Linked DNA regions of Mus musculus: all the other regions are linked to region 5. Evidence: chromatin contacts called from public HiChIP or PLAC-seq, Micro-C and promoter capture Hi-C data. All regions are on one chromosome and are shown on one strand. Each heading gives the region's core, a stretch centred on a gene start, on an enhancer-like site or on the middle of the called end of the contact. The rest is flanking DNA. Distances are from core to core; before and after follow the strand shown. Region 1 has its middle 33 kb from the start of Lncppara. Region 2 holds the start of Wnt7b (wingless-type MMTV integration site family, member 7B). Region 3 has its middle 22 kb from the start of Wnt7b. Region 4 holds the start of D130051D11Rik (a long non-coding RNA gene). Region 5 holds the start of Celsr1 (cadherin, EGF LAG seven-pass G-type receptor 1). Region 6 has its middle 20 kb from the start of D130051D11Rik. Region 7 holds the start of Ppara (peroxisome proliferator activated receptor alpha).

Region 1 (3,907 bases), core at 1,297-3,796, 360 kb before region 5:
ACAAAACATATATCACATTACCTATAATATTTATGGTGTTTAGGAAGGGTGATTAGAAATTGATTATTATAGTGCAGTGTCTGGATGCAGCTTTTATTTTTTTCCCCTCACGAGCATATCTCAAAGGTATGCAACCGTTTTAGACTTTGCACTTGAGAGCAGTTTTGTGGGAGAATAAGCACCATATATTTGTGTTTAGAATCCCCATTTGGTCATTCCTGAGCTTGCTCATTATTTTGGGAAAACCAGATTTGGCGTTTAGAAGGGCCTGGTGCTTGGAATACCAGTATCTCTGCAGTTAAGCTCAGTCCTAGAGCTTCTGTTCTTCTAGGGCCTCACTAGACCACAAGACTTCTTTAGTGTTTTCTGGCCTCACGGTTGAGGTTACCCCCTCCCCACCCCACCCCCCAGCCCCTACTGTGGCTACAGCAGAAGAGACTTGCTAGGGATCTGTGTGGTATCAGGAGACTGCCTAGCACAGGATCACCCTTTGCCACACTTCCTGATCGAGGCTGGGAACTCTCACAGTAAGGAGAATTGTAAAGGACCATACAGTGCCAGAAAAGATAGGTTTCACCAGCCCTGTGGCGAAGACTCGGCAGAGCCACTCTGGTATAACACTGAAGAGCCCCTGCCCTTCTGCCCCTGAGACTCTAGCCCTAGGACCTGGGTCCACAATACACTCTTCCACAGAAAAGAATGAAGCTCACTAGATGTGACTGTCTTCAGCTACTGGCAGTTGTAGAAAATGAAAGTTGATCAGGGCAGGATGTGTCCTGGATTTTTTCCCCCTCCCCCTAAACTGTATGTTCTGGGGTTGCCTGCACTGAAGTGGTGTGGCTGTTGTACAGGCCAGGGTCATGGTGGTCTACAGTACTTAGACTTTAACAGGTTTCTAGTAGTTAAAGGCCCTGACGGAGCCAGCAAGCCCAGGCTACCTTTATCTAGTATGTTCAGGTTCTCCCTCGTGGCAGTCCAATACAACGTGGAATGAAGTTTCCTGGGAAGCGGGACACACGAGGAACTTTTGAATTTACCAATGGCATAAAAAAATTATATTTTTTATTACAACGAGCAAGTTTCAATTGGTTGACAGAAATGGCGAGATATGACGTCAAAGGACACTGGTTAGAATGCCAAGGCCAGTGGGGAGGAGGAGGGGGGAGACAGGCACAGAGATTGTGGGATGGGCCCTGGAGGCCTTGTTCTCTCTGGCCCTGGTCGTCAACGGGCTATCATACACCTCCAGAACCAGCCAGGTCCAAGTGGCTGTGATCCAGAGCATGTCTGGACAGGAGGAGGGAATCCAAGTCTAGGGACCCTGTGTTCACATGTGTCTCTGAGAGCCTGAGGCCCAGGCTGGCCTGTGTTTGGAAAACGCTTGTGCGCGCCAGTGAAGCGATCTGAAAGACGCTGCGGCCTCCTTGGCATTCTAACCAATAACCAGGTCCTGGAGCCCAGCCGTCCCATTCCCCCTTTTAGGGGCCCGGGGTGGCCTGGAGCCAGCAGTGTCGCTGAAGGGCTGAGAGCAAAGCCATGGCCTTGAACTACCCTCGCAGCTCCCGTGCCCCAGTCCTAATAGCAGGAAGTTGTTTCCAGCGGGAAAGGAGCGAGCCTGGAGGTGGGCACCAGCTCTGGGCAACATGCCTCCGCGAATCCCATGCCTTCCCAGGCACCTTGCACGGCCCCTTTGCATGCTCAGTTCTGTGCATTACTTCCCATACCCATTCGAGAGGTTGTGTGCTCTCCCTGCCGTACCCCGCTGGGCACCGCGCCCCTTGCTCCGTTGGACTGGCTGGGTCGCCCATGCGCGCGCCCTTCCTGCGGGAAGCCACTGCCACTATCGGGCCCACAACGTTGTCTCAGTACGCTATCTAGAGCTCCGTGACCCTGGCGGCTGTCCTCTGCGCGTACCAGGCTGCGGGCGGGCAGAGGGGGATCCTGTAGACCGAGGGTCCCAATCGGCCCCGAGCGTGCACGCGCGTCCCGGTACTGCCCGCAATCATGGCAGCCAGAGCCTTGGAGCGCAGCCGCGGAGCGCGCCCGGGCAGCCGCCTCCGTGCCAAGGCGGCGCGGGTGGCGCGGGCAGCGCGGGCAGGGGACGCGCTCCTGCTCAGCCCTCCCCGCTGCGTTGGCCCCGGGGCTCTACCGGTGGGTCTCCGCGGTGCGGTGCCCAGTGGGGTGGGCGCGCGAAGGCGACGGGCGGGGCCGCGGGGCGGGCGCGCGCAAGCGGGGAGCGCCCGGGGCGGCGTGCCTGCGGGGGCGCGCACGCGGAGCTGCGGGGCCAGGCGCGGGGCCGGGGCGGCGAATCCGCAGCTCCCGCCGCCCTCCCAGCCCAAGCGCGCCCGTCTGGGTGGGGGCCGCCCGGGAGGGGCGGCGCCCGGACGCACGGGCCCGCAGCGGGCACAGCGGCCTCGTTGGTATTCCGGGCGCGTTCGCAACCCTGACCTCCCCGCGGAGCAGGGGTGCCCGGGTGCTCGGGCACGGCCGCCGCCACCGCCCCCGGGCGGTCTCCCCAGGACGCAGGGCGCGCGGGCGCCTCGCTTCCCTCGTCCCCTCCTCCCCGGTCCCCCGTGCCCCCTCCCCCGCCCCGATCCGGCGGCGAAGGGGTGGGCAGGGAAACGCGCTCTCTGGGACAGGTGCCAACTCCGAGACAAAAGACATAAAATAGGCGGCAACGGGGGAAGCGCGGCCAGCGCGCTCGGGCGGGGACCGCGGCGCCGCGGGGGCCGCATCCTCGGTGCGGGCCGGGGAAAGTTTGGGAAGTCGGTGCGGCCGCTCTGCAGCGGCGGGGGACGCGCGGCCCAGGCCGCCCTCCGAGCCGCGCTCGTCCTCTCCGCGCCGCTGCTGAATAATTCATGGCGCGCCCGCCGGCCATTAGCATGCACCGGGCGCGCGGCGCGTCTGTGCCAAGCCACCGCTGCATTCGGAGCCCGGGCAGCGCCAGACGAGTGGCCCGCTCCGTCCCGGTGCCCTCCGGCCGCCCCCGGTGGCTCTCACCGTGGCCACGCTCGCGCCCTGGGCCGCTGGGTCCCGAGCCCGCCCGACGGCCAGGCTCTGAGCGTCCGGGCCCGCTGCGCCCGCCTGGCCGCTCCGGGATGCACGTGAACTTGGAGAAAGTCACGGAGCACGCCGGCCCGGTCCTCCGCGGCAGGGCGTGGGCGCACGCGGGCCCGCACACTCTCGTTGGCGTCCGGGACAAAGGTCTCCAGTGGCGCCAGCCGTGGACGCGTGACTCGATCCTTCGGGCCACTCTTGCGTGGTGGGTCGTTGGATGTAAGACTGCAGAAGCCCGGAGAGCGGTGGGTCCCGGGTTTGGGGCCTCGCCGTAAGCTGGCCAGAGGCCGTCCCACCCTGCGAAGAGTTGCGGGAGCGGCTCCGCACTGCCCTCGGCTGTTTCTGCGCGCCCAGGAGCCCAACGCAAGTCACCCCGGACTCCAGCCAGCGGCCGCGGGCATGCCAGCGCAGCGCTAGCGGCGGCCAAGACGTGGTCTGGCAGGGCGGTGGACGTGTGCGCCGCGGGCATGATCAAGGTTGGAGAGGTAAGAGCCTTTTTCACTTTAGCTCCTTAGCATTTAAATATTTAATGGGCAGATTTCTAAGAGGGGTCCTACTGCAGGGATCTTTCAGAGTCGGGGACACATTCCAGGTAGGTTGCTCTCGAACCCAAAGCCAGGCAGCTTGCAGAGAACACCACACTGTCCTCCATCCGGAACTTGGGATTTGTGAAACACAGTTTCTGATCTCAGGTGTAGGGTCTGCTAGCCTTGTAGAGATTTTATCGAGCGTATAAAATATTATAGCAGACATTTTAAACAATAGAAAAGAGAAAACATCTGTTGGGGGGGGTGTTTGGAAATGTTGTTTGGAAGCCTAAGTCCTTTCTCAACAATTTGACCTGTTTTAC
Region 2 (3,636 bases), core at 991-3,490, 450 kb before region 5:
TCTTGGGCAGAGGAAAGCTTGCTTAGTCCTACCAGATAGTGGTCACAGGCATCTAGGAGCCCAGGCTGGGCTAACAGAGACCCCCCTCTCTACTCAGGACTGACCACCAAGTTGTTCAGAGCACCACAGCCAAAAGCCTTCCCAGCCATGAAAGATGAGGTAAAGGCATGAAACCCAGGTACCACTCCAGGGAGTCCCCCAACCTCGGGCACCCAGGTCCTTCCGCTGACACTTTTTCCCATTTGATGATAAGAGGACTTTGCTGAGAAGAATGGTCAGCAATGGAAGCCAGGGCCGGTGCAGTCAAGCGCCCAACTCAAAGGCCTTGGCGCCAGAACCAGGTAGCTGGGATCTGCATGGATCCTCCTCCCAAAGGGCGGTGGGTCCCTTCACAGGCCCAGGAGATTCATTACAGGCTGCTGAGAGTCCAGGAAGCAGTGGCCTGCCCACCCTGCCCCCATCCCAGCAAGCTCAAAGCCCCGGCACCCCTCACCTTCATAAACAAACACCCAGGGACATAGCCTACCCTCACAAACCTACAATAAACACAACCACTCTCAGCCGCAGACACTCCCGCCCAGGTCTGCAGGAATAAGGAAGAGACTTTCAATCCTGCCTCTGAGGCCACCAGGTTTGGTCCCTACCCCTCTCTGGGCCTCAATTTCTTCACCTGTAAGATGGCGGAGGTGCAGAGAGCTGGGAAGGGTGCTGATCTTCAGCGACTGTTTCTACCTCTCGCCTGGAAAGTCGGTCTCCCAGGTACCGGAACCCGCCCCTCCTACAGGTCTGGTCACTGGCCTTCCTAGGGCCAAGATGAGGCTGGCCTCAGAGCGCCGGGCGACACATAGTAGGATCGCCGGGCAAGGCGGGCACAGATGTCCGCAGGTGCTCCGAGTGGGGGTGGGGGTCTGGTCCCGGCCGGCCCGCCAAGAGTGACTAACGCCCGCGAGGTGCGGTGCGCTCCGTTCGGTCACACTGCCCCTCCACCCCCAATCCGGGGAGGCCGAGACAGATTCCGTCTAAAGGAGATCGCGGCTCAACAGGTAAGGACTCGGCTGGGTTCAGGAATGTGGAAATACGACTCGGAGCAGCTACGGCGGCGAGCAGCGAGCGCGGCCCGCCTGGAGCCCGCCCGGCCGGCCGCGCCAGGGGGAGCTCGGTGAGAGGGGGCCGGGCGCAAGGCCCCGGGCGGGCGGGGGCGCGGGCCCGGGACGGAGCCCGAGGCTGCTGCGCCAGCCCCACGGCCCATCCCGAGCCAGCCGGACGAGTTGTCAAGGTAATTTCAACATGTCCGGGTGATGGATAGAGACGAAGGGCCGCGGCGGGTGCAAGGCCTGCGCGCTCGCGGCGAGTGCGCGCCCCGATCTCCCCCGCCGGGGATGCCCCACGCACCCCCCCCCCGGCCCGGCGCGCCCTCCCGGCGGCTAGCGCTCGGCCCGGGCTCGGCGCCCAGCGCAGCCCGGGGGAGGGAAGGCGCGTCCCACCCCCGGGGCCTGGAGCCCAAACAGGTGAAAGTACGCGCCCGGCACGCTCGCCGCTACCCGCGAGCCCCGCTGCGGCCGTCCGCGGACCGCGCTGTCCCTGCTGCGTATTGGCTCCGCGCCCCTCCGGAGGATCTCTGGCTCCGGGGGGGCTCGGTTGAGTCTCAACGAGGCTGGGTTGAGGGCCGGAGATACCAGCCAGCCTGGCCACTTCAAGAAACGCCCTCCCCCACCAACTCCTATCCCCAGGTCCGCTGGAGGAGGCTCTGGTGGCTGCCGGCTCCCCGTCTGCAGCCCCCCGCCCAGAGAAATACTCACCCGAGCTTCACGTAGAGGACGCCAAAGCAGAGAAACACGTAAAAGATCCACTTTCGAAAGTTTCTGTGCATGATCCAGGGAGGGGGGCTGCGCCATAGACAGCTGCGGCCGGAGGGGACGCGCGGGTGGGCAGGGGCCGGGCAGGAGCCAGGGAGCTGCGGTAGGACCACGCTCAGCCGGCGCTTCGGCTCGGGAGGCGGGCGACGCGTGGGCACCCGGCACGCGTTGCCACCATGGTGAGCCCAGGGCGCCGCAGCCGCCGCGTGCGCCCGGGGGAGTGACCCGGGCGGGGAACCGCGACCTCGGAGCCCAGCGGAGTGACCGTGGGACTCTGCGAGCGCAGGCCGGGGCCAGGAGCAGCGGGCGGGCGCTGCCTCCACTGGGCTTAGCCGCCTGGGGCCGTGCGCGCCTCGCGGTGCGCCGGGGCGGCCAATGTGTCCGCACTTGTCCGCCTCCCCAGGTGACTCGCGGCCCCGGCAAGCGAGCCGCGAGCAGGCGAGCGCGCCCCAGGTAGGAGGATCCGCCTCCCGCCCGCCCTCCTCGCTCGCAGCGCGCTCTCTCGCGCGCGCTCCCTGGCTCTCCCCTCCCTTTTCTCCTCCCTCCCCCGTGACACACGAACGCATCTAACCCCTCGCCCCCCCTCCCCAGGCCAGCTCCCTTCCGATCGCCCTCCCAGGACTGCGTGGGAAGAGGGGAGGGAGGGGAGAGGGTGCGGCTCCAAAGAGACACCTGCGCTCCTCAGAGACAGTGAAGGTGGGGGTAGGGGCGGGGGCTAAGAAACTACCCGCTCAGGGCTTGGTGGTCACTTGGTTTCCAGTTTCTAGTTAAAGAGAGAGAGACCACCCACCACCATCTCCTTTCTATGTGCAGACATCTTTCCCCTAGACGTTACCTACGTGGGTGCTTCCAGGGCCACAACTCCGGATCAGGCATTGTTACCTGCCCAACAAACTCGGGGAAAACTCGTTCCAGTGCCCGGCACTGCAGAGCGCAAGCAGAGCGTGGGACTTGAGACTGGTAGACACACCAGCCTGCCCAGCATTAAAAGTGGCACCATGACAGAGAGACTCAGAAAGGCATCCTTGGAGAGTCCCAGTCTGAGGATTCTGTCTCACTCTGCAGGCCTGTCCGATGCGGGCGGGTGTCAGATCTGATTCTTGTTGAACCGCTAAAGTGGGAAGTCAGACTGGCCTAGGTGCCTGGCACATCCTGTGGTGTGTCTCGCTTGATCCTATCCTGGATAAATGGGTGACAGGGACACTGCCTGTCACAGCTAGGTCTGTCTTAGCACAGCGGACCAGCTAGTAACCAGACACATGGTGGGTGGGTGGGGGGTGTGTGCCAGGTTTTCAAGCGTCTACAGCCCCGGACAGCAGCATCAAATGGCGCCCTTATGACAAGGGGATGAACTCGGAGGGCGCTCGTCTTTAAACTGGCCAACACCCAATTGCCTGGTGTGGAAATGAGGAGGGGTATGAGGGGGCGCTGTCCTCAGCCCGGAACCTCGAGCTCAAAAGCTACCGTCCCTGCCCCTAATCCCCTCTTAATCTCTCCAAATCCTCTGAACTTTTGCCACGACCCGACCCGGGAGAGAGAGAGTCGCTCCTGAACCCCAGGTCCAGAAGCCGGCAGGTGCAGCTGTGCAGATCGTTTTGAGTTGGAGGACTCTTTAGAAAGGAGAATTTGGACATCACAAGCAGGGAAACTAAGGCACAGATGTCAAACGGTAGTTGCAGTCCCACACCACTGTCCCCTGAAACCAAGAACTCTGGATGTCGCACAACTTGGTAGGCAGGGAGCTGAGCTGGGCCAGGTGGCTGGGAGCAAGCAGAACAGC
Region 3 (3,830 bases), core at 569-3,068, 430 kb before region 5:
TAGCTCTGCCCCCCACTCCCACCTCCACCCGGCCCCAAGCTGGTACTGAGTACTGCCTCTTTATTCTACGCCTGCTATATCCTTCCCTGGACCCGGAAACCTTCCCCTGCCCTCTGCCTCCCTATTCCATCAACTGTTTCAGAGACCCAGGTGCCAGGGGTCTTCTCAACACCAGGCCTTCAGAAATCAAGGAGGCTATTGACCTATCCATCGGTTGAACTCTGATGCCTTCCCCTGAACCCAGCCTTGAGGGCTTCTCCTTTCCTGAACGTCTCCACCTGCCCGCCCCCCCCAAAACTGAGGGCCATTGCCCTGTGGGAGGGGCATCACTGAACAGGAGGGTGTATATGGGGTCCAGGCTGCTAGGATAGATGAGACAGCCATCAACGAATAGGCTAAGCCCAGCACTGTGGGGTGCCTCTGTAATCTCCCCTCTAGGGAGAAGAAGTTGGTGACCCTGAGTTCAAGGTCATCCCCAACTATGTAACAAGTCTGAGGTCAGCCTGAACTGACATACAGGCCAGTGGCTAGGGGTGGGGCATGACCTGCCTTGAACAGGAGGGAGACCTTCAAGCTAAGAAAGGGCTTGGGTGAGGAAGTTAGTGTGAGCTGGCAACGTTGTTTCTGCCCTGAGGAGTTCGTGAACCATTGCCACCACCTGCGACTGTCAGACTCCAGCCTCCTCAGCCCCTCATCACACATATCACACCAGCGTTCTCCTGGGAGCGCCCAGGTCAGATCTGCTCAGGCGTTCTGCTGGTTCTGCTGCCAGGACTGAGTTGTCTGTCTCTCCAGGATCCAGGCAGTTACTATTGGACTACCCAGCCCCTCTAGCGTAAGTTAAGCCAGTGTATCTCTTTCGTTAAAAAAAAAGTTTTATTAGCATGTGTTAATTATGAGTTTCATGTTGATATCTCATACATGCATATACTATATGTTGATGACTCTCACCTCCTCTGCTCCCATGCCCACCAGATCTCTTCCTCTTCTCAACTAGTCTCTTCTCTCTCTCTCTCTCTCTCTCTCTCTCTCTGTGTGTGTGTGTGTGTGTGTCTGTCTGTCTGTCTGTCTTTCTCCCTTCAATGGCTATGCCGCTTGTGCTGGCTAGATTTATGTCAAACTTGATACAAGCTACTATAGTCATCTGAGAGGAGGAAACCTCAATTGAGAAAATGCCTCCATACGACTGGGCTGTGGCAAGCCTGTAGGGCATTTTCTTAATTAGTGATTGATGGGGAGGGCCCAGCCCTTTGTGGGTGGGGCCATCCCTGAGCTGGTGGTTCTGGGTTGTATAAAAAAGCAGGCTGCGCAAGCCATGGGAAGCAAGCCAGTAAGCCACACCCCTCCATGGCCTCTGCGTCAGCTCCTGCCTCCAGGATCCTGTTCTGACTTCCTTCAGTGATGGACTACGATGTGGATGTTTAAGCCCAACGAACAAATCCTTTTCTACCCAACTTGCTTTTTGGTCATGGTGTTTTGCTGTAGCAATAGAAACCTTAGCTAAGACATCACTGAAGAAAATCTCTCTCTTTCACTTAGCAACCACTAACTGCACTGTAGATCCCTAGAGATCCTTTCAGTACTATCTATAGTTTATCTATCTATGCATGCATGTATGTATGTATGTATGTATGTATGTATGATCTATCTATCTATCCATCATCCAGCCACCCACATATCTTATCTATCTATCTATCTATCTATCTATCTATCTATCTATCTATCTCTGCTTTCTGTTCCTCTAGAGCATTGGTTCTCACCCTGTGAGTCACGACCCCCTGGGTTTGCATATCAGACATTTACATTATGATTCATAGCAGTAGCAAGATTGCAGTGAGAAAGTAGCAACAAAAATCACTGTGCGGTTGGGCTGGGGGGTCACCACAACACAAGGAACTGTATTAAAGGTCTCAGCATTAGGAAGGTTGAGGGCCACTGCTCTATAGAATCTTTCCATTCTGAACTACAGCTTGGGCTGGTAGGGCTGGCCTGGGATACTCCAGGTACACCCCCAAATAAGGCCTGCCAGGCCTTCAGCCCATGCCTGTTCCAGAGCTTCCCTCCATGCCCACAACCACCTGGGCACCTACTTGAGGGTGGAGACTTTCGATGCTGCTCCTCCAGCTGACGAATAAAGTGATGAAGTTGTAGCAAATACTGGAAGGGAATGGCCATGCTGCTTCTAAGCCTGCAACAGGAATATGGGGCCCTTGGAACGCATCTTGTCACCTTTACAACCTCAGCCAGATGTCCCCCTTAGTCCTTTGTCCTGATACTACACCTCTGTCTCCCCAAGCCCCTGCTACAGGCAGCCCAAGTCCCAGCCTTTTTTTTGTGGTCCCAGCAGCTGCCACATGAGTCCCTGAAAGCCTCTCTCAGTGTAGCTGTCCCCGCCCACACAGTGACCCTAATGTTGCTGGCAGAGCATGGCTCAGGCCTCTCCCACTGATGATAAATGACCCCTCTCTATCCCCCCCATCCTCCCTGAAGTTCTTGTTCCTTTCACCTTTTTCAAGGGATAGCTTGCAAGTCAGGACCCAGGACCCTGGCGGCATTAAAGCCAAGGGCACTGGACTCTGCCTGGAGCACAGCACACGACCTAGGCTTCTAGTCTACTCTGTGCTCACTCAAGCTCAGAGTCACAGCAACCGCATCTCTCTCGGTAGCAGCCAAAATACCTGGCACTCATCTGTACCATAGGGGCTGCTCTAGGTACTGTGCCTGCTGTGTAAGAAGGAACCCTTAAACAGACCCTTACAATAGCCAGCTGTTATGTGCCTGTGGGAAGGAACACGGGCGAGTTCATTTATTCCGGTCCAGGTGCGTGTGTCTATGTGTACACGGAATGGCCAGCTGTCAACTTTAGGTGTCCTTCCTTGGGAGCCGTCCACCTCTTTTTTTTTTTTTTTTTTTTTTTTTTTTTTTTTTTTTTTGAGCAAGGGTTCTCAGCCTGGAGCATTTCATGTAAGCAAGGTTGTCTGGCCTGCAAGTTCCAAGGGTCCTTCTGCCTCTCCCTCTCCCTCAAAGGGATTACAGGCTTAAGTCGCTCTGCCTGGCTTTTTACATAGGTTCTAGTATGTACCAAACATTTCACTTGACCCCCAACAGCCACACTGTTATGACCTCTGTGGGTTACAGAGGCAATAGGCAGCCTCTGGTCTTCCTGGCTGGGAACTTCAGCTGTGATCAGCCTGGTGGGCAAGGCTGGAGTCTGGGGATATTCTTACTCAGGATTGGCAAGTAGCGGGCAACTGCACATGAGCTGGGTTGCCACAATCAGAAGAACCCACAGTCCAATCCTGAGCCCGCGTGGCACCTCTGTGGCACCATGGAGCTACCTGGGAACAGCGGCTTGGACACCACTCTTGATGGTATGTGGCCAGTGTCAGAAGACTCAGAGGATGAAGTGTGAAGCGGGGGAGGCTGGAGCCCCCTGGTGTGACTTCAGCGGTGTCTTTTCCTTCCTATGGCTTCCTTGAAGAATAACCTTGATATTCTCCCTGGGCAGGCCCACTCTAGTGGCCAGGCTGGAACCTGGCAACTGTCTTTCTGGGATTTTCAGATCCCATTTCACCCACCCAGGCAGCTCCTGAAGGCTGGCCTCAGCAGTCCTCCAGACCTCTGCACGCAGACTTTTGCTTGGTCCTAGCCAGTGGGTGAGGAGGCAGCTTAAGGTCCCTCCTCTATTAGAGGCCTCTGTGCTTGGCCAGTGCCTGTCTCTCTCGGTCAGCACCCTCCTCCACCAGAGATCCCCAGTACGGTCTCACCTACAGCTGCACTGGCTTGCCCGTGATGACTTCCGGAGAAAACTCTGTCCCCTCAGGAGTCGT
Region 4 (4,042 bases), core at 419-2,918, 400 kb before region 5:
CTGACAAGAGAAATTGCTGGGCCTTGTGGTAGCTCTGGCTTTTCCATAAAGGTTTCTGTAGCAACTACGTCATTTTGCATTCCTACCAGCAATGTGAAAAGGTTCCAGATTCTCCACATACTTGCCAACACTTTTTCCATTTTTCCATTTTTGTGCTTTTTTTTTTTTTCTGTACTTGCAACCTTAGTGTGAAGTGTTTTGTGAATTTGGTTTTTTTTTTTTCCCCTCTGTTGATTGGCCACAATGAGTATCTTGTTGGCTGTATGGGTCTTAGCTACTTAGTCTTTAAAAACATTTAAGTCCTTTGCCTATAATTAAATTAGGGATTTCATTGTTGAGTTTTAGTTCTTTATGTAATCTGGACACTAGGTATCTATTTTTTGGCTACAAGTGATTTATCACTTGTTGAAACATTGTTACCTTTTAAATGTAGAAAACTCAAAAGAGGGCCGAGCTTGGTGGCTCAAGCCTTTAATCCCAGCACTCCGGAGGCAGAGGCAGGCAGATTTCTGAGTTCGAGGCCAGCCTGGTCTACAAAGTGAGTTCCAGGACAGTCAGGGCTATATAGAGAAACCCTGTCTCGAAAAAACAAACAACAAAAACAAACAAAAAACAATAACAAAAACAAAAGAGAGAAAGAAAGAAAGAAAGGAAAACTCAAAAGAGATGGAAACAAGACGGCCTATGAGAGTTAAATAACAAAGGGGTTTCCCATCTAGGGCTGTGTGGGGCCACAAATAGGGCTATGGTCAGACCCTCACAGCAACACCAGCCACAAAAAGACAAAGGGCAAGGTAGTACTGTATAGTATTGTCCCTATTTCTGTTTCAAATATACATAGAATTATAAAAATAGAAACGTCAAAATGTTAACACTAGTGATCTTAAATAATCAGAGTGTTTATTTGTTTTTGTTGTTGTTTTTTGTGTTGTTGTTGTTGGTGTTTTTGAGATATAGCCCTGACTGTCCTGGAACTTGCTCTGTAGTCCAGGCTGGTCTCAAGAGCAGAGATTCACCTGCCTCTACCTCCCAAGTGCTGGGATTAAAGGAGTGTGCCACTACCTGGCATATTGATCAGGTTTTTAAAAATTCTTGTCAACTTTCTAAATTTTCTCCAGTAACGTATGATTTTTGAGTTGGAAAATTATAAAGTTTTTGTTTGTTTGTTTGTTTGATACTAGAATGGAAGCCAAGGTCTCCTGTCTGCTAGGAAAGGACTCTACCAACTGAGGTACACCCTTAGATCAAGAACTGGGTATTTTTAAGGTATTCTCAAGTGTTACTGCAATTTTGCAAGACTCTTTACATCACGTACACAGCCTCAAAAAAGGAAAAATCTCACGAGGAGCTTGAGGGTTACCCGTTTTCTTCCTCCTTGCCAAGATTTACAAACTCCAAGGGCAGGAAAGCTTTCAGAACAGAAAAGTCTGACTAAAACGAAAATCTGATTCAAGTGAAATGCAGCCCTAAGGTTCACAGTGACAGGCTGAGAGCCCGCCCTGAGTCTGCGCAAACTCATTTAGGCCGCGCGCAGAGGCTCCGCCTCCCGCCTGCCCGCACTAAGGTTGGGCGTGCCCGGCGCCAGGTCCCGCCCACATACCTAGGCCCCGCCCCACACGCAGGCCTCGCCCCGGAGCCGCAGCCTGCTAGGCCGTAAATTTGCATTCAGAGCTGGCCGACCCAGGGCCCGCCCACTCTGTGCTTCACTCCGCCCGCACCGCCCGCGACCCCGGAAGTCGGAGATGGTGGCCCAGTGGCTCCACCTCCAGCTGGGCAAGGCTCCGCCTCTAGACAGGGCCCCGCCTCTCAGCTGCGAACCGCGGCCTCCAAGTATGCCGCACCCTGGACTTCATTTCCGGCGCAGGCTACTTAGAAGTCACGCCCCCAGACTCGAGAGGCCCCGCCCTACGTCTACCGCGAGTCTGCTTCCGGGGTGGAGCGTGAGAGTTGTGTGTTATTTTAAGGGCTGTGGGCGCCGTGGGCGCACTTCTGCCTTTTCTGCTCCCTCTGTACCCCCTCAAGGTGTGAGCGTGGAGCTTTCTAGGTCCCTAGAGGGGGCAGGCCACGGCACCGTCTTGGCGGCGGAGTCCTGGCACCGGGAACCCGAGGCCCCTCCTACTTTAGACTGTAGCCTCCCTCTGTACCAGGAGCGACGTGGCCCTGCCGGGTGCTCAGCCCTATCCAAGAAATGCAGAGCCCAGGCTAGCCCCGCAGTGTGAACGCCCCTTTTGGAGGTCTGCAGGCCCAGAGACGAGAGCGCCTATTTGTTGACAGCCACTTTTCAGGAAGGCCCGCACATGCTTCTGATGTGCTGTCGCAGGGCTCCTAGCCACTGTGGCCAGCACTGTCCCTCCACAGAGAGACAAGTCCTTCCACACCCTGGTTCTGATTCTCTGGTTTAATCTGTTCTGCTCAGCTGGAGCACATAGTTCCTTTCCGTGGTCACCTCTCGTCGCCAGCACTGCCCCGTTCATCATTCTTTATTCCTAGCCAGAAGACTTTAAGCATCCTGGAGGTGCCTGATGTCCCCACCCCAACTTGTTCACCGAGACCATCAAATAAAGGTTCTTTAACCTTTAATAATGGCTCATACAGAGGACCCACTGTGGCTTAAAACATCATGGGGTTGCTTAATCTACTAAATGTCCTGGCTTATCAACTCAGCACACTGGAGCATGTGGTTTCCCCTGGTGATGGCCAGCGTTGAGAAAGGGTGCTTATATCGCATTATCACCAGCATGGAAGAGATCAAACTCAAAATCCCAAGTAGTGTTTCTGCTGATGCCTGTCGCTTCTGCACCATTACAAGATCAACCCCCAAATGAAACATTGTAGATTGTGCATCATTTGTGCGCTGTCTTTCTTTGTACCGGAGTCAGGAGTGGGTTGCAGAAGATGGTCTCTATGATGCCTTTGAAGAACATGGAAAAGTAGGTGATTTCCAAGCATCTGGTTTGTTGGACCAAGCCTGCCAAGCCACTCTCAGGGACAGAATGTGTATGAAAGAGACCACCCAGTGTTCTCATATATAATTTTGAAGAAACCAGCCTTGTGCACTGAGAGTGCCTCTCTCTTCTGCACCTACTGCTCTCCTTGGGATAGCCTAAGGTATCTTATTGGTTCCATAGTGTCTTTCCAGGTCTTATGTGGTGGCTGTTGGCAGCAGTGGGTACCTAGCCCTGGGCTTGAGGTTCTACCTCATTTGTTTGCAATAGTCCAGATTTTCTAGACTGAAATGTGCCTCAGAGAGGCAGCCTTACAGTGCTTTGGTTTTTTGGTTTTTTTTTTTTTTCTTTCTCCATATTAGAAGACAAAGCTTGGGAACTGGATGGGCACCTCTATAAAAAGAAAACACATGGTTTCCAAGAGAATGGCCTCTCTGGTTTTTGTTTTGTTTTGTTTTGTTTTTTTCCCACCAATTGTGGACAGAGGCACACTTCAGCCCAATAATTTCAAGTGAGTCGAGGAATCTCAACTCAGAGACCAGTGCCCCCCTTTTTATGGGAAAAAAAAAGAATAAATGTGTCTTGGGTGTGGTCCAAGGAATAAGGACTCTTGGAGCTGAACAGGACTTAGTAGGAGGGTCTAGACTACTTTTGTGCTCAGAAAATCATTCTGGGTTCCACCTAAGCCAGTATAGGGTGAGTATTTACTCCTCAGGGCATGCTAGCCACAATGCAGAGAGGCCTCGCTGATTCAAAAGAGGCTTTCAGCTCCAAACCTCTAAAGAACTAAGGTTTCCCGGGAGTTCAGACTACTCTGAGGCCTCAGGCAAGCCCTTCATCTCCTTCTTTCCCTCACTCTCTTCCTCCGTCCCTTCCTTCCTTTCTTCCATCCTTTCTTTATTTCTTCCTTTCTTGTTAAAGATTTATATTATTTTAAATTTTGTGTGTGTCTGTGTGTGTGTGTGCATGTGATTATACTCATAAGAGTGCAGGTGTCCAAGGAGGCCAGAGGTGTTGGATTCCCCAAAACCAAGAGTTAGAGACAGTTGTGAGCCATCTGATTTGGGTGCTGAGAAGCAAACTTCGATCCTCTGGAA
Region 5 (3,702 bases), core at 775-3,274:
TCTACTCCAAAGCTATAGTGTTCCACCTCCTCACGGTCCAGCTCCGCGCACACAGTAATCCAACCGGAGCTGTTGTGGATTTGGAAGGGGAAGTCTGGGGCAGAGGCAGGGTTCTCAGAGTCGACACTGCTGCCCCCCACGATAGTGGAGGCTGTGTCCACTAGACGGTACTGCAGCCTGGCGTTCTCCCCTGCATCTGCGTCCACCGCTTGGATGTGCAGGACTGAGTGGCCGAGGGGCACATTCTCTAGCACGGCAGCCTGAAAGGGGCTGCTCACAAAGATGGGCGCATTGTCGTTCACATCTAACACCTGCACCGAGACCAGTCCTGAGGAATTAATGAGAGGAGGCCGGCCCCCATCCTGGGCTTTGATGCGCAGGGTGTACTCCCGGATGGCCTCGAAGTCCAGCGGGTTGATAACATCCAGGCTCCCACTAAGCGAATGCAGGTAGAACTGACCCTTCAGGTTGCCACTAACGATGCTGTAGTGTATGGCTGCATTCTGCCCCTGGTCCCGGTCAGTGGCCTGGACTCGAAGCACAGCCGTGTTGACGGCTACGTCTTCTGGGACTTGAACCACATAGCGCTTCTCACTGAACTGGGGGTAGTTGTCATTCTCGTCTTCTACCACTATGTGGACGGTGGCTGAGGCACTGAGTGGGCCTGGATTGCGACCCTGGTCATTGGCCTCCACCAGCAGCTGGTACTCAGCCGCCTCCTCACGGTCCACCACAGCCCGTGTGCGCACGACACCTGATCGTGCGTCTATCTCAAAGACACCACCTGCGCCCTCCAGCAGACGATAGCGCATGTTTGCGTTGGAAGGGGCATCCCCGTCGGTGGCACGGATGGTCAGAACCTCATAGCCCACCTCCAGGTTTTCTCGAATTCGCTCTCGATACTCAGACTGCTCAAAGACTGGGCTGTGGTCGTTAGTGTCACTGACAGTTACGGTGAGGTAGGTGGCAGCTGAGCGCCTCGGGGAGCCGTGGTCCACAGCACTAACTTTGAGTACATGAGTGTCCTTGGTCTCCCGGTCCAGGGAGCGGGCTGTGGTCACTGCACCCGTGGCGGCATCGATGAGGAAGTAGCCATTAGAGCGCTCATCGAACAGCGCCTCCATCTGGTAGCTAAGGCGTCCTGCATCGCCTTCGTCTGGGTCGTGCGCGCGCAGTTCGATGACCGCAGTGCCCGCAGGCTCATTCTCAGGCACTGACACCTGGTAGCTGGGCAGCGGGAACTGCGGGCTCGTGCTGCTGCCCGTGCCCCGCCTAGACCGTCGCACCACCCCCGCCCGAGGTTGGGACAGGTTAAGCAACGATGGCGACACCGAGGGCGACTCTGAGGGCGTCCCAGAGGTCGCCTCTATTACCAGCTCTACCCAAACGGCGCCTGCCGCGCGTCCCAGGGCGCACACCAGACGCAGCTCAGCTGAACCTCCTGGCCGCAGGCAAATGGGTCCGCGCCTGCAGCCGGTCCCGGCGACCGGCGGGCAGCTGCAGGCGGGGAAGTTGGTGATGGCCTCAAGCACCGAAGTCAGCGAGGCTGCGCCGCCGCCTGCGGCCGGGAAGCAGAGCGCATCTCCAAGTCCAGGAACTGAGCGGACGGCCGGAGAGCGCAGCTCTGCACCGCGGGCCGAGCGGCGCAACAGCCGGACCCCACAGCGGGCACCATAGGCGCGTGCCCTTAGTACCAAGCTCGGGGCCGTCGGGGCGCCGCGGGCGACCAGCCGGACCTGCAGCGGCAGCAGCCTCCCGGCCAAGCGGGCACAGCCCAGAGTCCCCGCGCCAAGCCCAAGCCTCCGACCGGCTGCTGGCCCCTCGCGGCTCACGTCCAGCAGCTCCCGAGGCGTGCGCGTGGTGTCCAACCTGTAGCTCCAGCCGGGTCCGAGAGCGAAGGCGCGGGCCCCGCCAGGCACCCGCAGCTCCCAAGCGGCTGCTCCCAACTCCAGGGCTGGCAGGGCGGCGGCGGCCAGCAACACCAGCGCGGGCAGCACGCGCGGCGATGACGGCGCCATGGCCCGGAGCCGCAGCCCGAGCCGGGCGCCGGAGCACAATCCATGCACCCGGCGCACCTCCGCATCCACCCGGCGCGGCCGGGGGGCGGCTCCCGCGCGCCCAGCGCCGGGCCCTCGGGGCGGCCCGCGCTCTGCCTCCCCGGGGGCCCTGGCGAGGACACCGGGGGCCGCGCGCCCGGCCTCCCGCTCAGCTTCCACTTCGAGAGCACTTTGCGAAAGTTTGCCAAGTTGGTTTCAAGATGGCTCCTCCGTGCGTCCCGGGAGGGCGCCGCGCATCAACCTGCAGCAGCGCCGGCTCCAGGCGGCTCCAGGTGGCCCCAGCACCGACTCTGCTGGGCGGGCGTGGGAAGCTGGGCGGGCCCGGGGCGGGGCGGGGGCTGCGATCACCACACCGCCCGCAGACCCTGGCGACGGATTGCTGGCTAGGCGGTGTGCTTTGCCAGCGCCCCCGCCACTCTCTCTCTCTCCCCGCCCCCGGCCCCGCCCCGCCCCCTCCCAGTGGCTCATTGTTCAGCCCTGGGAGGGGGAGGATGATGGGGAGGGAGCCAGCCAGGAGGTGCGCGCCCCGATGATCTCCATGGAGACGTGGGGGCGCGGCCCTAGCGGGGCCTGGCCTCCAGCCCCTTCCCTTTCGGTCTTGGCACCCAACATCCGCAGAGGACCGGGCCCTGGGAGCGTGGCGCTCAACTACTGCTCTAGAGTCCCGGGCCGCGGCTGCTAAAGAGTCCCTCGTACAGTTTCCTCTGGGCCGAGTGCTGTTCAATCCTCGCATTGCACCTGATAGTGCAGATCTATGAGTAAGCCACCCCTGGCGTCGAGAGAGTTAGATCTAGAGTTCCAAGATACAGAGGTGCTAGAAAACTTCGGTAGAGTCGTGGCGGTGGCAGGGGACTGGGAGACTGTTAGACTCCAGCCTCGCGGGAGCTCAAATGCTTAACTCCAAGGAGTTCCTTGGATTTTGAAATCTCATGGGCAGTTAACCGGATTCGGGTTCCACTTTGTTTAAAGTGCAACATTTAAATTGGAAAGAAAAATAATGTAGTTTGGAGGTGACAGTGGGAGGGGCCTTGTTCCCCAGAACATGCTGTGGGGCCTGAACATTGGTGGAGGAGACCGTCTGTCACCAAACCCCTAGTTACTGCCCATCAGGGGACAAGCAAACACTGAGGGGGCAGGATCCGTGAGAACCTGGGGAAAACCAGAAGGGGGCTGGAGAATCACTCTCGCCCTGCGTGAAAGGGTGGGGCGTGGCTTCAGAGCCGCAAGACCGAGCCTAGATTCCAAAGGAGCACACCTTAAAGGCGGTGCTTCCGAACTAGGGAGGGGAGAGGCGGACCTTTGCAACATTTTCCCCACCTCCTTGAAAGGGGCCCAAGCCCACTGCAGCCTCAGTCACGCATGGACACACTGGGCAGGCCTCTTGCCTTTGAAAGATTTCTCCTGGGATCAGTTGGAGGAGTGGGACCCTGAAGGCTGCTTGATCACCATCAGAGTTGGGTTTTCTAGGCAGTCAGGGCCCAGCAGGATGACAATAGGACAATAGGACACAGGGTCGCTTTAAAACCTGTGGGGGGGGGGAGTTGGGGGGGAGCTGGAAAGATGGCTCAGTGGTCAAGAGCACCGACTGCTCTTTCAGAGGTTCAATTCCCAGCAACTACATGGTGGTCACAACCATCTGTAATGG
Region 6 (3,585 bases), core at 102-2,601, 380 kb before region 5:
GCCTGCTCTCACGGCCAGACTCTGGAGCAGCTTCTGGGTTTGGAAGGGACCTGTGTGTGTTTTGGGGGTCGGTGAACGGAGCCCCATTGCAGCGATGTGCACGGAGAAGGCTGTCTCAGCCTGAAGTGTCCCACTGGGTATCTTGGACATAGCAGATTTTGTGTGTGTGTGTGTGTGTGTGTGTGTGAGCTATATTGGAATATCAGAGAAACTTCCTGGGCAGCATCTGGAGTCAGGTGGCCCTGGACACAGGAAGGTGGCCAGTGTGGGCACCAGCAGGGTCCCTTTAAACCATCTGCAGCAGTGCCCCCTCTGGGCCTGGCATGGGAGGAGTTAAGCCGCCGTGGGCACCTTGGCACCGTAGCTCTGACCAGAATGTCCGGCTCCCCACCCCCACAGCTTTTCTTCCTTTTTGCCTTTTTCCTTCTTAATTAATCATACGCTGCTGCCCAATTTAAATATGGAAATACCCAGGCTGAGGCTCTGCAATTATTCATGAAGCCAGGCCTGCTGTCCAGGCTCTTGGGCTGCGGGGAGCATCATGGCTTCGCCTTCTTTCTGTGAAATTATGTGCACAAAGGCAGCTCCTTATCTGGGTGTGTGAACTAAATAAATAAATAAGGGCTTTTGTTTGTTTGCGGGCTCCTGCACATGACTGTTTTGACTAAATCACTCGTGTTGTCTGCGCCTTTATGGGACTCAGGAGACAGGGAGTGGGATGTTGGGGGTGGGGGTGGGGGGTGGCGAGGGCTGGAGGGGGGTTGGCCGCCGGGCACCTGGGGCTCGCTCCCTCCCTTGGCACCAGCTTCACTCCAGCATCCCCCTACACACACTCCGCTGGAAAGTTCGCCCTGCCCGGGCTGGGCTCCCAGGCAGCCTGGCACAGTGCCAGGCTCGCCTCAGAGCGCGGGCAGCAGGGTGGGGCAAGCGGCAGAGGCACGGAGGACGTGGCTGGGCGCCCCGGGCACGAGCAGGACCCGAGGCCAGGGGCCAGGGGCCCAGAAGGTGAGGGCACTCCGGATGGGAGTAGGGTGAGCCATGGGGGTGGGCAGGCAGTGCAACCTGGTTGGGAACAGGCCTCATGGGAGACGCTGGCTGGCGGAAGAACCATGGCAGTACCAGGCCGTCAGCATGCAGCGTGTCTTGCCCTCCCCAAGCCGGAGGTTGCAGCCTGTGTGTGTGGGGGGAGCGTGAATGCGTGTGCATGGGGCCTCTTGAGGAGCAGCAGCCACGGAGTGGAGCCTCCGCTGCAGGGCCAGCCGCCTTAGCCCAGCCCAAGAAGGCCAAGCTAGGCAGGCGGGGCCCAGGGCTGTCAAGGAGAAAAACATCCCAAGGCCTGCAAATTGCTGCTCTCAGCTCCCCCCCCCCTTCTCCTGCTGGGGGTGAAAAAAAAAAAAGCAGTGCTTCCTCTAGAGGCGGATGCAAACGGATGCAGAATTTTAACCATCTCCTGCATCAACCAGGCCTTCCCCAAGCAAAGTTTGCTGGGAACTAGGCAGAGGCACTATGGGAACGGGGTTGTGGGGAACCCACATGCCTTTTCTGTGAGATACTGGGAAGCCAAAGGCTTCTTCAGCATCCCTTCCAGAGCCAGGGTCTGGAGCACCCGCTGAGGGTGTGGATTTGGGGGGCATACTGTCTGGTTCCTGCACAGGCCTGGTGCATCATGGGTGGTGGCAGGGTGCCAGTCATTGGCCCTGTTATTACCAGGCCTGGGCTTTGCTCTTGGGGTTGAAGGTGTTGACCAGCTCCTCTTGGAAATCGGATGGAAAGTCGGAGGTCTCAGTTCCCACTGACTTGGGCCCTCGCTGGGATACTGGGTGTTTCTCCTGGCTGATTTGTGTGTATTAAAAATCCTCTGGAATGCTTGCTGGTGGCTGGTGGGGGCCTCCCCCATTGTCTATCTAGGGAGAAAGGGAATAAGTTCTAGGGAACGGTGGTCAGAGGAAAGTGATACCTGACTGGCAAGCTATAGGGATTACAGCTGCAAGTGTCAGGAGCTCCCAGGGTGGCTTGGGTCCCTCGTTTTTTTTTTTTTTTTTTCATTTCAACTCCTTCTAAAATTAAAAGAAAAAAAATGGATATGAAATAATGAACGTGTAATATTGAGGCCAGCCTGTGTTATGTCCATCTCCGGTGCGTCCATAAAACAGAAAAAAAATTTTTTAATAGTTATGCAGGAAGGGCCCCAGGAGGGCAACAGAGATTGGATAAGAGAGCAAGTCTTGTCTTTCCTGGGTCTGATGGTCTGATGTCTAGTTCTAGGGGGTACTTTGGGGGACCATCTGGAGCCTCTATGAATCTGGCTTCTCCGGTGGTTGGCAGGACAGGTCATGGAGAGGAGCCTGGTGGCCGTGTGTGTGTGTGTTTGTGTGTGTGTGTGTGCATATGTACATGCTCCTGTGCACCCATGTTCCCCAATATTTGAAGGTATAAGTTGCAATCCTCAATACAGGAAAATGCCACATTGAGGCAAGAGGCAGTGTGGCCATGAGTGCCTGGTTCCCCTGAATCCTAAGAGAGGAGTCATTCTGGGCAGGGGGGTGGGGGGGAGTCCTAGTCTGTCTCCCTAAGAGAAAACAGTTGTCAAGTCTTCTTCCTGGATCCCGGGGCCCTCTCCTGGCCCAGCCCTATCCAGTAGAAACAGTGTGAGCCCCAGTCACAGGCCTAACAGTAACTGTACGGTTCCTCACAGCCATGGTTTTAAAAAGGAACGGCAGAAGCAAGAGAAGCCACTTAGCTAATAGAATCCATTTGCTCTAACATAGATCCCAAATAGTAATCTCAACATGCCACACGGAATTACTAATGAGAGACATCTTTTCCCCCTACCAAGTCCTCAATACTCTAAACATATTTTATGCAAGCGTCCAGACTTTGATCTTTCTCAAGGGGTCGGGGGGGGGGGGGGCCCAGAAGGTGGGCAGCTTGCTATAGTGGGGCAAAGCAAGTTGAGCTGGTTTCTCAAAGCTGGAAGCTTTCTTTTGCCCCTCCTTCCCCCCCCCCCCCCCGCTGGGTGTCCCTTCCTGGCTAGGGCAGGGGACTCCTCTATTGGATTGTCAGGCCCCCAGCAACCCTGAAAACGGATAAAAGGGGACTCGGGCTGCAGGTTTCCAGGGCAAAGACGAACTGCTGGAAAGGGCTCTTCCACTGTGCTCCCAGACGCCAGGGGACCACACAAAGGGCTGGCTTCAGGCTCACAATGGTGGGGCGGTTAGTCACTGTGCCAGGGCAGCAGACAGGCAGACAGAGCCCCCTGTGTCTGTGCCTGTCAGGCTGGGCCCTTATAGCTCCTGATCCCCTGCCTGTGTGCCTTTGTCTGCACCCCACCCAGCTCCCCAAGTTAACCCTCTACTACCCAATGCCTACCTGGCAGCCTTTGGTAGTGCACTCTTGCCAAGCTTGGGTTGCCATCAAGTTACCTTGGCCAAGTCACACTCCTTCTAGAAGCTGGGTTCAGACCTGTAAGGTTTCGTTGGCCTCTCTGGGGGAAAACTATTGGCCGGGTCTCTGTCACTGTGACCTCACTGCCCGGATTTTCATGTTAGAGAACCTAGCGTGCCAGGCTCCCAACTTGTAAGATCC
Region 7 (3,922 bases), core at 457-2,956, 300 kb before region 5:
GCAAGGTCTTTTAATTTTTCCATTTTTTAAAATTGTATGTGGCAGAGTAGCTGGTGTGTGTGTGTGTGTGTGTGTGTGTGCTTGTGTGCATGTGAGTTGGTTCTTTCCTTCCACCGTGTGAGTCCCCAGGTTGGAATCCAGGTCATCAGGCTTGGTAGCAAGCACCTTTACCCATTCAACCATCTCCAGGGTCTCAGTTTTGCAAGCTTCGAAGCATAATACAAATAGTAGCTATTTCCTGGCCACTGCGTGCAAGAAAAGGCGAGCTTGCCAGTAGGCAAGTAGGGAATGTTCTGTGGGTGTCTGGCAGGTGGGGCAGAGTTCACCACAGGTATGAGGCTGATCAGCAAAGGTGGGTTTAAAAGACGTCCCTGAATGTGCCTGTAGGGTCTGGTCTCCAGTTCCCAGGGTAAGGAGATGTGCGCTGAAAGTTTCCTTTCCCTAGTAGGCTCTCCTGGGCGCTCATCGCCACAAATAGCATAGTGGCAGGCCCAGCGTGAGGACAGACAGGAGGGCTGGCATAGCACACATTTCGTTCCCAAAGGAGCGGCGTCCTGGGGCGTTGGCACCTCGGGGGGCATGTGCATTCCGTGACTGAAGATCCAAGGACGACACAAGCAAAGCGGCTGCTCTGGGTCGCAGCCTGCTCCCAGTTGCAGCCTCCCGCCTGCGCTGTCAGTTGGCAGAGCCCCAGTGCCTGAGCTGGACACAGTCAGCCCCTCAACCCCTGAAGCGTATGCAGAGGGGCCACAGCCCGGGGCGGGGCAGAGGCGGAGGGTGGGTCAGAGCGGCCGCGCCTCCCTGCGACCGTCCTCGATGCCCTTCAGCCTCTGCCTTCCCCGCCCGCCACACCCACCCTGGCACCTTGGCCACCTGTTGCCGCGTGCCCCAGCTCGCTCTTCCTTTCTCCCCATTTCTCATCCTGGGACTCTAAAGATCAGATTCCGCCTGTCCGTCCACCTCCCCACGAACTCCCGGGACTCGGGGAACAAGCTGTGCGATCTAGACCAGCTCAACGAGGGCACCCGGAGGAAAGCTCAACCCAGACCCGCAGCCTTGAACTTCAGTCCTGGCCGGTGCGCGGGGCTGGGAGCAGGAGGGAGTGCGCGCCAAGGCGCACCCTTCCCACCGACTGTTCTCCCCCGTCGGGTGACCTTGGGCAGTCCCTTCACCTAACCCGCCTCAGTTTACCAACGGATGCCCGGGCCCCGAGGCACTAAATGGGCATCGAGGAGAGCTGCCCCGGGCCTCTTAGGCCCCGCCCTCCCCCGCAGCAGCCAATCAGACACTGCCGTCCAGGGGGTGTGTCTCGCCCTGAGCCGGGGCCCGGGCCTAGGGGGCGGAGTTTCCGGGGCGGTCACCTCGCCGCGGGACCCCGCAGGGGACGTCCGAGGGGCGGCGCGTGTCGTGGGGGCGCGGCTGGCACGGGCGCGCGTAGGCGGTGCCGGGCCGGGGCCCCGGACGCTACGGTCCCACGACAGGGGTGACGGGGGCGGAGGCAGCCGCTTACGCCCCTCCTGGCGCCTCCTCCTGGGCGCGCTTGGCCCTGCGGACCCGCAGGCGGAGTGCAGCCTCAGGTGCCCAGGGGCTGGAGGGCACGCGCGAGGGCGGGGAGCCAGGCGTCCCCTGTCCCGGGACAGTGAGGTGGGTGGACAGGGAGGGGAGGGGCTCGGTGGCGCATGCGCGCGGACTAGGGGCGCGGGTCTGGAGACCCACAGCCACTGGAGAGGGCACACGCTAGGAAGGGCACACGCGTGCGAGTTTTCAGGGCCCGCGGAACTGTCCGCCACTTCGAGTCCCCTGGAGCGCCGTGCGCCGGCTCCGAACATTGGTGTTCGCAGCTGTTTTGGGGGCTGGAGGGTTCGTGGAGTCCTGGAACTGGAGCGACGCTGGGTCCTCTGGTTGTCCCCTGGAGGGGAGGGCACACGGGCGGGGACATCGGGGCGCTCCCTTCTCACGGCGTGGTGCATTTGGGCGTATCTCACCGGGAGGCGTTTCCTGAGACCCTCGGGGAACTTAGAGGAGAGGTAACTGGAGGCTCCCTGACAGACTGATTCTGGGGTCACAGCCTAGGCTTTGCTGGGGACCTGAGAAACGCTGCCGGTGGGTTTGAGTCAACAGCAGCGGACCCTCTTTGAACACTAGTTTCCTCATTGCTCCTGATCGTAGTGGGGCGATGTTGGCCCCAACAGTAGGGTAGAGACGATGCCAAAGTTACCCTATGTCTCTGCCCTCCAGAGGCCAGTGCCACAGCGGGTCCTGTGTGGGGCCAGCTTTAGTCTCCTCTGTGCAGTGGCTGCGCGGCTGGCCTGATATGGGTAAAGGGAGCCGGGAGTGCCCGTGTGCTAGTCCGGAGGGTGACTCTGCCCCAATATCCACTCCAACTAGCCTGAAATAACTGCACCTCTCCTTTTCCCAAACTTTTTTTTTTTTAATTTAAAGGAGAGAATGTTCAGATACTAAAGAAAATCTACGGTGGTATATAATGTCTTTGGGGGCACTCTGCCACTGGGGTGCTCACGGGCCCCCAACCCCAACCTACTCCCTTCCTCTAAGGAAAGCAGAAAGGCTCCTTGGGGGAGGAGCACGGAACTTTCTTGGGCGACCCTGGGACACTGTAGTGGTTGCAGGCAACAGGGTCACAGTGACTTTCCCAAGGTGGTGGAGAGTTGGGGGAGATCCAGAGAACATATTGTAACCGGTTCCTTCTTTAACGTTCTACAGCCAAGTTGAAGTTCAAGGCCCTGCCTTCCCTGTGAACTGACGTTTGTGGCTGGTCAAGTTCGGGAACAAGACGTTGTCATCACAGGTAAAGAGGATTAATGGACGGCTTCCAGACTGGAATATTGTAAACGCTGTCTTTGGTTGCACTTCAGACTAGCAACAGGGCTTGGATAGTGGTTATTTTGTGGTGGAATAGTAAATGTCTTTTCAGGGCTCAGGAAGCCAGGTAAATGGGTAGTCCATGTTTCAGTTCTGGGAAAGTGCGTTTGCTTCATGGGAACCGCATTTCTTTATGGCAGGCTGCGTCGGCGTAGTTTAAAAAGGTGGTATTGCGTTAGAAATGGTGTTACTTGACTGGCTTATAAACTGGCTCATAAGACCGTCTCTTGGCTGTCTTCATATCAATTCAATGAAGTAGTCGGTTAGTTTCATCATTAGCCAGGCAGGGATGGCCCCCAAGAAGCAGCTAGAAGGGTATGACTTGGTGACCATATGAAAATCCAGAGCCAGTGGGACATGAACTGAGAGTGGAAAGCAAAGTGTCTCCTTTCCAACCTCTTAAACATGCATGGAAACACTCCAGACTCATAGTTTGTCAGGAGGGTAGGAGCCTGCGATGTAACCCATGCTAGCCTGGAACTTGCTATGTAGCAGAGGCTAGCTAGCCTTGAATTCTTTATATTCCCACCTCAGGCTCCCAAGTACTGAAAGCTGAAGTAGTTCTTTTTAACTTATGTTTGTCAAGCCTATAAACAGAGTTTATGTGTGTATATGTGTGTGCATGTATCAATGTGTGTTTGTATGTGTGTATGTGTCTAGGTGTGTATGCTATGTGTATGTGTGTAAAGGGTGGGAAGAGAATGAGAGAAGAGAAAGCATGTTTCTATTTTGTTTTATTAACTATTAAGTTGAGAAAAATATTTCCATGTGAATGTAAAAAACAATGTATTTTTGCTTCAACTGCCTGTCTAATAACTCACTAGGTTTAGATATAGTATTTAGCCAATGCATATATAGACATACGTTAGTATATAACTCATGCTTATTGCATAGCTTCCTGGGGTGGGGGCTACTGAGCCACCCATAAACAAGACAGCCATGGACTTGCTCATGAGACTGAGTTCCATGCTAGAATTATAAGAAACTTGAAGCCAGATGGTGGAGGCACACGCCTTTAATCCCAGCACTCAGGAGGCAG

Evidence for each region. Promoter capture Hi-C pulls out the DNA fragments that hold promoters and counts their contacts. Hi-C and Micro-C count contacts between places; a contact is called where the count stands out from the background. HiChIP or PLAC-seq counts read pairs in DNA pulled down with a chosen protein or histone mark.
Region 1: an H3K27ac HiChIP or PLAC-seq map of microglia shows a contact between it and region 5, with 5 times the contacts expected there. The contact joins the enhancer-like site here to the promoter of Celsr1 in region 5. A contact is called at or near these places in 1 of 39 promoter capture datasets (the C10 cell line), 3 of 484 Hi-C or Micro-C datasets (all in embryonic stem cells), 7 of 115 datasets of contacts at active chromatin or transcription factors (embryonic stem cells, forebrain, large pre-B cells and 3 more) and 1 of 9 other capture datasets (liver).
Region 2: a promoter capture Hi-C map of liver shows a contact between it and region 5. The contact joins the promoter of Wnt7b here to the promoter of Celsr1 in region 5. A contact is called at or near these places in 7 of 39 promoter capture datasets (the 3T3-L1 cell line, 3T3-L1-derived adipocytes, hippocampal neurons and 2 more), 9 of 484 Hi-C or Micro-C datasets (B cells, the G1E-ER4 cell line, brown adipocytes and 5 more), 2 of 115 datasets of contacts at active chromatin or transcription factors (embryonic stem cells and pancreatic cancer cells) and 1 of 9 other capture datasets (liver).
Region 3: a FOXA1 HiChIP or PLAC-seq map of pancreatic cancer cells shows a contact between it and region 5. The contact joins the enhancer-like site here to the promoter of Celsr1 in region 5. A contact is called at or near these places in 10 of 39 promoter capture datasets (the 3T3-L1 cell line, 3T3-L1-derived adipocytes, embryonic stem cells and 4 more), 37 of 484 Hi-C or Micro-C datasets (B cells, the G1E-ER4 cell line, the HL-1 cell line and 16 more), 3 of 115 datasets of contacts at active chromatin or transcription factors (embryonic stem cells, pancreatic cancer cells and stem cell-derived neural progenitor cells) and 2 of 9 other capture datasets (embryonic stem cells and embryonic trunk).
Region 4: a Micro-C map of embryonic stem cells shows a contact between it and region 5, with 4 times the contacts expected there. The contact joins the promoter of D130051D11Rik here to the promoter of Celsr1 in region 5. A contact is called at or near these places in 4 of 39 promoter capture datasets (cranial neural crest, embryonic stem cells, liver and 1 more), 3 of 484 Hi-C or Micro-C datasets (CD4 T cells, Th1 cells and embryonic stem cells) and 4 of 115 datasets of contacts at active chromatin or transcription factors (embryonic stem cells, pancreatic cancer cells and stem cell-derived neural progenitor cells).
Region 6: a contact with region 5 is called in a FOXA1 HiChIP or PLAC-seq map of pancreatic cancer cells. The contact joins the enhancer-like site here to the promoter of Celsr1 in region 5. A contact is called at or near these places in 2 of 39 promoter capture datasets (cranial neural crest and pre-B cells), 1 of 484 Hi-C or Micro-C datasets (Th1 cells) and 6 of 115 datasets of contacts at active chromatin or transcription factors (bone marrow-derived dendritic cells, bone marrow-derived macrophages, large pre-B cells and 3 more).
Region 7: a contact with region 5 is called in a Micro-C map of embryonic stem cells, with 4 times the contacts expected there. The contact joins the promoter of Ppara here to the promoter of Celsr1 in region 5. A contact is called at or near these places in 13 of 39 promoter capture datasets (the 3T3-L1 cell line, 3T3-L1-derived adipocytes, the C10 cell line and 6 more), 1 of 15 datasets of contacts at CTCF or cohesin (embryonic stem cells), 47 of 484 Hi-C or Micro-C datasets (B cells, the C2C12 cell line, CD4 T cells and 28 more), 15 of 115 datasets of contacts at active chromatin or transcription factors (bone marrow-derived macrophages, embryonic basal ganglia, embryonic hindbrain and 5 more) and 4 of 9 other capture datasets (embryonic stem cells, embryonic tail, liver and 1 more).

What each region holds. Positions count from the first base shown.
Region 1 is chr15:85,668,580-85,672,486 of GRCm38.p6, forward strand. No RefSeq gene overlaps it. Among named protein-coding and RNA genes, the nearest start is that of Lncppara, 33 kb to the right of the region's middle. Within about 2 kb of position 2,547, at least 212 of the 459 cell types and tissues checked have an H3K27ac peak or open chromatin away from gene starts, as enhancers often do. A contact at or near this core is called in liver, microglia and pancreatic cancer cells, where this site is marked.
Region 2 is chr15:85,579,581-85,583,216 of GRCm38.p6, forward strand. It overlaps Wnt7b (wingless-type MMTV integration site family, member 7B), which reads right to left and starts at 2,241. Exons shown (of 4, transcript NM_009528.3): 1 at 1,800-2,241. The coding sequence starts at 1,870. AU022754 (expressed sequence AU022754) reads left to right here and starts at 1,562. Exons shown (of 5, transcript NR_040433.1): 1 at 1,562-1,837; 2 at 2,670-3,636.
Region 3 is chr15:85,602,298-85,606,127 of GRCm38.p6, forward strand. No RefSeq gene overlaps it. Among named protein-coding and RNA genes, the nearest start is that of Wnt7b, 22 kb to the left of the region's middle. Within about 2 kb of position 1,819, at least 17 of the 459 cell types and tissues checked have an H3K27ac peak or open chromatin away from gene starts, as enhancers often do. A contact at or near this core is called in the HL-1 cell line and pancreatic cancer cells, where this site is marked.
Region 4 is chr15:85,632,928-85,636,969 of GRCm38.p6, forward strand. It overlaps D130051D11Rik (a long non-coding RNA gene), which reads left to right and starts at 1,669. Exons shown (of 2, transcript XR_003951642.1): 1 at 1,669-3,108.
Region 5 is chr15:86,031,753-86,035,454 of GRCm38.p6, forward strand. Celsr1 (cadherin, EGF LAG seven-pass G-type receptor 1) reads right to left here and starts at 2,025. Exons shown (of 35, transcript NM_009886.2): 1 at 1-2,025. The coding sequence starts at 2,018. It overlaps Gm34764 (a long non-coding RNA gene), which reads left to right and starts at 2,501. Exons shown (of 3, transcript XR_384307.4): 1 at 2,501-2,815.
Region 6 is chr15:85,652,655-85,656,239 of GRCm38.p6, forward strand. No RefSeq gene overlaps it. Among named protein-coding and RNA genes, the nearest start is that of D130051D11Rik, 20 kb to the left of the region's middle. Within about 2 kb of position 1,352, at least 330 of the 459 cell types and tissues checked have an H3K27ac peak or open chromatin away from gene starts, as enhancers often do. A contact at or near this core is called in Th1 cells, bone marrow-derived dendritic cells, bone marrow-derived macrophages and 4 more, where this site is marked.
Region 7 is chr15:85,734,070-85,737,991 of GRCm38.p6, forward strand. Ppara (peroxisome proliferator activated receptor alpha) reads left to right here and starts at 1,707. Exons shown (of 8, transcript NM_011144.6): 1 at 1,707-2,027; 2 at 2,725-2,809.